2 separate regions of the Oryzias latipes genome follow, and region 1 is linked to region 2. The links are chromatin contacts, called in public Hi-C maps. All regions are on one chromosome and are shown on one strand. The core of a region is the stretch at or near the end of the contact, and the rest is flanking DNA. Distances in the headings are between cores, read along the strand shown.

Evidence for each region. A called contact is a pair of places that touch in the nucleus more often than the background predicts.
Region 1: a Hi-C map of gastrula embryo shows a contact between it and region 2, with 1.7 times the contacts expected there. The contact joins the enhancer-like site here to the promoter of LOC101166973 in region 2. A contact is called at or near these places in 5 of 5 Hi-C or Micro-C datasets (embryo, fibroblasts and gastrula embryo).

What each region holds. Positions count from the first base shown.
Region 1 is chr12:8,370,466-8,373,757 of ASM223467v1, forward strand. It overlaps itga1 (integrin alpha-1), which reads left to right. Exons shown (of 30, transcript XM_023960678.1): 16 at 1-89; 17 at 198-349. Among protein-coding and RNA genes, the nearest start is that of kcmf1, 11 kb to the right of the region's middle. Within about 2 kb of position 1,441, at least 1 of the 8 cell types and tissues checked has an H3K27ac peak or open chromatin away from gene starts, as enhancers often do.
Region 2 is chr12:8,300,122-8,303,419 of ASM223467v1, forward strand. LOC101166973 (Golgi phosphoprotein 3) reads right to left here and starts at 1,893. Exons shown (of 5, transcript XM_004074555.4): 1 at 1,452-1,893; 2 at 849-980. The coding sequence starts at 1,661.

The DNA of each region.
Region 1 (3,292 bases), core at 191-2,690, 70 kb after region 2:
CAGGGGCCGGGAGTCTGTGTGTGTGGTGACCACAGTCTGCTTTTACTACAGGGTCAAATCTGATAACCAGAACTTAGAGTCTAATGCAAGTGAGTTAATCAGGACCATATTTTATCCTGGCTTGTTCTTCTTTTTTGATGCCCCACAAACCTTTTTTTTAATAATACATATATATCCGTGTTTGTTGCATCCTGCAGATATCATTTATACCTTAATTCTGGATGCCCCACGGGCAATAGCCAGGGCTTCGTTCCTCAATGACAGCGAAAAAAGTAACCGCACGATCACCGAGACCTTCCTCATCAAAGACAGAGAAGCAAAATGCATGACCAAGACCTTCATCATGTCGGCAAGTACTCTACTCTCACCAGGCTGTGACCAGTTATGGTTTCCTTCTGAACACACGATGACCTCAGATCTATTCTGAAGATTCCTCAGAGAACGTATCTAGGTGAACTGGAGCCCTCAAACCTCACTGTTCTTCCGTGCAGGTTTTGTTCACAGCTTATGGAAGATGTTAATGGCGTTTGAGGGCTGTTAGTCAAAGGGAAGACAGGACAATGCAAAGCAGGAGGTTCTAACATGAAACAGAGCCGCCGTGATCAAAGCCTCCAGAGTTCAGAGCCGAGCTCCTTAGAGAGATAAATCATCTGGAGTTACATGTTTAGCATGTGCACAAAAAAGCAAAGGGAATCACATAGGGAAGTTGGTGCATTTTGTATCTGACAAAGTGACATTTGACATTCAAAACATGCTGCACCTAATAGAAGAGTTCGAAGTCACAAGGGGCTTTCTCTTTGCTCACCCTCTGCAGGAGTTCACGGGTATCTGGCCTTAAGCAGAGACAGAGGAGCTAATCAGCGGTAACAGCTGGTGGTGTGTTTGCTGCACATGAATGCAGTGTCTGTTCTACTGTGCCAGTATCAGCAGGATTATGCCATCTATTCCAATACGGAAGCTGAAAAATGTCGTAGAATCTGTTGCAGCCATAAAACCTTTGCCTGCAGCGTTACTGGATGGATTATGGTTAGTGGTGGACTGCGGTCCAGGTCAGCAGACACGGGTTGAGAAGGGAAGGGAAGGGGAGAAACTCAGGAGAGATGGCACACAAGTTTATGAACAACGGTATTTAGTTGATGAGGAGAAACCAAGTGAATCAAGGGAGTATGGAAAATTATAAAAAAACGCTTCTTTACATTTTTGATGCTTTAATGCTGCTTATGTTTTGATTCCCATCAGGGATAAGCTTCAGAAAGACCTCTGACTGTCTCTTTAACACAAAATCCTGTCTCATCCAGTCAAAAAGTTCACCTTGAAACAGTAGAGCTTCCAGTTCATGATTCACTGTATGTCTTGTCCTACAGCTTTAACTCAGGGCTAGTCACATACACCCGCACAGGTCAACCCCCTGCAGGTTTTTGGCCTGTCCAGGCCCGTGGAGGGCTGTATACAGGAGCAGTTGCATCTCACGGGGTGGGCCTTGCAGCTCCCTTTTGATTTGTATGGCCACCTTAAGGGAGGTCATAAAAATGGAACAGACCATTGTTGTGTGTGTGGTAAGCGGTGTTCACACTAGACCATTGCTACTCGATATTAGCACATGTCCTACACCTATTGTGGAAAAGGCTTTGAGCAAAGTGTTGAACCGGACCATTTAAAATTGATCATGTATATATATATATATATATATATAAATTACTCCTCCATGATCAATTTTAAATGGTTGGCACTTCAGTGAATTGAAAGGAGCGCCATCCAAACTTCACTACCAAATCCGTGTCCCTGATCGGTTAAAGTTTTACTGATATAACTGGCGCGTTCAATTGCTGCGCGGAAACGGACGTAAAAACTAGCGTAGCCACACATAAACATGAGAGTTTTCAACGCTGAAGCCCCTTTGCCATGTGTAGCTTTAGGCCTTAATTTGTGATTAAAACTTTAAAATTTAGCAGCAAAATTAACAACAAATAGAAGCATAAAAAGACAAAGTAAACGTATGACTCAACCAGAAAGTAAATTGATTTTTAACCATTTTAACCTTTAACCTTTAGATCAGGTAACTTTTTGATTCCCAGAGGATGAAACTTTCCCCTTTAATCATAACTCATAACACTGGATGTTATGCAGTTTCTTTGGTTGCAGTCTCCCCCGTAGTGAACAAACAATGGAAAAACTTGCCCCAATACCCCACACATTTTAGCCTTCATGATAGGAAAAAGGGATTTAAACAAAAAGAGATTCAGGTTGATTTTATAGGTCAGTGCTGTCACATAGCTTATTTTTTCTTCCTCTCCTCACTGTGTTTCTATGCCCCCCACTGTCCAAACCAGTAAATACGTCACCCCAGCATCTGCTCAAAGGAGCGACACATAAATTTGTGATGACATTCATGGTTCCCAGTGGATGATTCCTGCTGGCTGCTGATTATCTGCCCTTTGCTCTGCCATCAGGTTGATCTTTTTTTGTTTAGATGGTTGGAGGTGAGATGGTTCACCTCTATCGGTTGGTACATAAACTAAGTTGAAAGATTGTAGCAGCATCCTGTTAAACATAGAGACACTGTTTGCTCTCATAATACTCATAAACCTTTGCATAACAGATTTCAAAAGGAGTCTGAAACCTTCCTTGAAGATGTCTGTCTCCCATAGAAACCCCCAGAGGGATATTTAGCGGAGGTGGAAGGCTCTACTCCTCGAGGATCTTTTTTGACATCTTTGACCTTTCAACTGTTGATGACATAGATCACAGGTGTCAAACTCCAAGCCTCGAGGACCATTGTCCAAATGGTTTCCATGTAGGACACTGGCCTAACCTGTCATTTCAGTTCCTTTTTGGCTAAACACACCTGATCTAGGCAATCAGAAACATTTCTTAGAAAGAATTTCTTAAAAAACAAGCAGGATACCGGCCTCCAAAGAATGGAGTCTCACACCCCATAGGGGTTGCCGAACCCTGGTCCTCAAGAGCTACGGCCCTGTCTGTTTTCCAGCTCTTCCTGGACAGTTTGATGCTGACTAACTAAATCTGGTGTATTTAGTCAATCAAGATTTGGAATCCCTTGGGTCAGCAATAAAAAACAAGCTGGGAAGAGCTGGAAAACAGGCAGGGTTGTGGCTCTTGAGGACCAGGATGAATGGTGGAGTTTTTAAAAGATCACAGCCAGAACATTTATATTTGACATACATTTTACTACAGGAAAAAATTAGTAAGTATTTTATTATTTATGCTGTGATTTATGTTACAAATGACAACTGGGGTAAAAACCCACCTACGCTGTATAAATGAAATGTCG
Region 2 (3,298 bases), core at 643-3,142:
AACACAGATAAGTCAAACAAAAAAAAGAGGAAGGAAGGATAAAGGGACGGAGAGGAGTTTCCTAAAAAAAAAAATTAAAAAAATAGAAGCCCGAGGGCAACAATCTGCCATAAACAGTCAGAAGGATAACAAAGAAAAACAGAAACAGAAAATCCAACTATCCTGAAATAATTTAAATTAATGTCATTTAAAGTACATTTAAAGTTCCAATCATCTTTTGATGTGTTGTTTCTGGTACTCCTTTAATTGTTATGCAGTTTCTAGCCCAAACCCCAAAACCTGTTGTTTTCCAGGACATAGTTTCTGCAGAGCGGCAGTATTCATTAGAAATCCGCCTCTGAGTTATGGGCGGGGCCATTGCTATGGAGCACCCCCCCCTTCCCAATTACCGACAGCTTTCTGTTTACGTGCTTTCCCACTAGCTTACAGCCCCTCATATCCCCCAACCAAACATGACAGGTGCAACAAAAATGGTGAGCAATAGCCGACATCCAGCCAGACTCCAGCTCTGACGAGGGAAAAACACAGACGTACACTGATCTAGTCGTCCACAAGTGATAATGTCATAATAATGCATCAGAAAGGAGGTCTTTTTTAAACCATATTTTTTCATCTGCTCCTGATTCACAATGATTTTAGGAAAGAAATACTCAGAAATGCAATTTTAAGCCTATTTTTTTCTTTATAAATGCCCTCCATTGTCAGAAAAATGTCACAAGAACATGTTTAAAAACAACAACACAATTTTCTTTATCAGAGTAGGTTTTGAAAACACAGAAACATCATTTAGTTACAGTTCAGGAGGAAATCCTGAAAGATTTGACGCTGATTTCATAATTTATCTTTACCTTTCTGGCAAGAAGGCTTTTCCTCCTGACCCCACAGGGCTCCAGATGTAGCCTCCCCCTGAGGGCCAGCTCCACCAGCATACACCCACGGAGACCGGAAGAAATACAGTCGTTCCAGAAAGACGTGTAACCCTGAAGGAGAGGAGGAAGAGGACAAAACACGACTTCCTTGTTAACAAACGTGTTAAGCAAGTTGAGATACATACTGTCAGGTTGTGGCAAAAAAAGAACACAGTCGGTTTGCTCAAACCCAAAGACCCAAGCAACTCAGTGAAGTTGTCAATCAGCGGGAAATAACTTTTGATCCGCGGAATCTAGTTTATCCAGACAAAAAGTAGAGCCAAACGGCCGCGGTGAGATTAAAGCCACCTACTACTAGCCGATTGACACGTTGCACTGTGACATCATAAATAAATACGAGATGCCCGTAAAACATTTTCCGAAAAACAATTTCAAAATCAAGCTTAAAAACACAAATGGAAGTCGGCGGCACTGACATTTATGCTTGGGGAACCAAAGTAAACACTGGTGGTGTTCTACGGTTATGTTAAACTAATTGGTGACTAGCTAGCTTAGTCGGCGAACAACACAAACAACCGTCACCTCTCTATCCTTGAGGCCCAGGAGCAACACTTCCTCCATTAACGTAAGTCTGGTTTCCTTGGAGTCCCCTTTGTCGTCGTCTTCCTCCTCCCCGCGGCGGGCCTCGTCGTCCTCGTCGCCAGACCCCTTCTCCTTGTCGGCGGCGGCATTGCGACTAGCCTCGGTCTTCCGTTGGACGAGGCCCGAGGTTCTCTGCGTTAGAGAAGTCATCCCTAAAAGACGGCAGCTTGTTCGGATTCGAAGACAAACAACGGATGCAAACAGAGGTAGGCGCGAGCCGCATGTAACTTCACTCTGTAAGGTGGGTTTAAGGGGGAAACAGTGAGTCGGATCGAGCCGAAACGGCCGCTGACGTTAAGCTCGGCTCGGGATTCCTGCAGAAACTCTGCCTACTTCCTGATCCAACATGGCGGCGAATGCAGTGACGTCAAAGTATGAGCCGTGAATGCGTCTCCGGTGTTACCTTCATGGTCATCGGGATTTCTTTTGAACGATATATGTTGCCAGGTAGGTGAGTGGTGAAATTATCCATAAAACACAACAGGATAATACACTTATGATTAAGCAACATTCTTTGTTTGTTTCATAAAAAGCATCGCAGGATAAAAAAATAATATTTTTTTATTGTAAAATTGTTTTCAGCTTTTAATAAAGAAAAACTATACTTTTTACAAGTTCAGACTGATTCCAGTATACAATCAATGTGTGCAGATGCAGATACCATGACATTAAAGGTGTTCATAATACAATTACCTTGATATTTCAGGGTTTACTCAGAGTTTTGTGGACTCTCAATGTAGCTGAGGTTACTCCAGTACATTGATAATTGTGTTTTTGTGCCATTTCTTTTATCAATTGATGCGAATAAGGAGAAGATGAGAAAAAGCAGTTGGAAACAACCTGTAGCAGTGACTGTGTTACAGTTGGCAGGCTACAACGTCCCTGCGCCGCTCCCTTCGGATGCATCTATACTTGCAAACAAAAAGATGTATGTACATCTTCCTCATCTGAGCTGGCGTCTGGCTCCAAACTGTAAAGCTGGATAGATCCAATATTGCTTGCCATTCTTTTACACCATGAATGTTAGGTTGGGGTTGTGAGGGTCTGTATGTTAACAGGATAGAGTATAAAGTAAGGGATAATGGGAAATGAGCGAAGGCTCACTCTGCACCAACAGTCCTGCCCACAACTGAGAGGTGAATTTTTGATTTACTACTGCTACTCTGCAGAAACTATGTGTAAGAAAACATAAATATATATTTTCACTGTGGCTAAAAATTGCATAATAACAATTAAAGGACTACCGGGAACGCTTTGACAACATATCAAAAGATGATTGGAGAGGGACTTTAAGTGACGTTAACTTATTTCAGTTGTATTATTGGTTTTACTGCAACAATCCAGGGTTTTTCCTGGTTGGAAAAATAACCAGTGAATTTCTGCCATTGTTAAAAGGTAAACAGTAAACAATTACTACAGAAAGTTTTACATTTGCTTGTTTTTCTGAAGATTATGTAATACAATTGCACTGGAGTTTTTTCCCCTCACAGCATGACACGTCAATATACATTATCAACACTAGGTGGCAGGACTTGATTGTGAAATATGACCAGGCATCTCCTCTGTCTTTGTTTTTATTATCAGTGTTACCAAGGAAACCTAAATTATGTCTACTTTACTTTGATAGAATATCACAACCATTAAGCCCTTCGGAACATTTGAATTCAGCAACAATCTTTTATGATTCACGCCAAAGTCATCTCCTGTTTTCTTGTTTTCTTAGAACATAAACTTTGCTCATGGACGGTCCACAATGAGCCAAAAGGTTATGTTGTTGTACTGTTAGA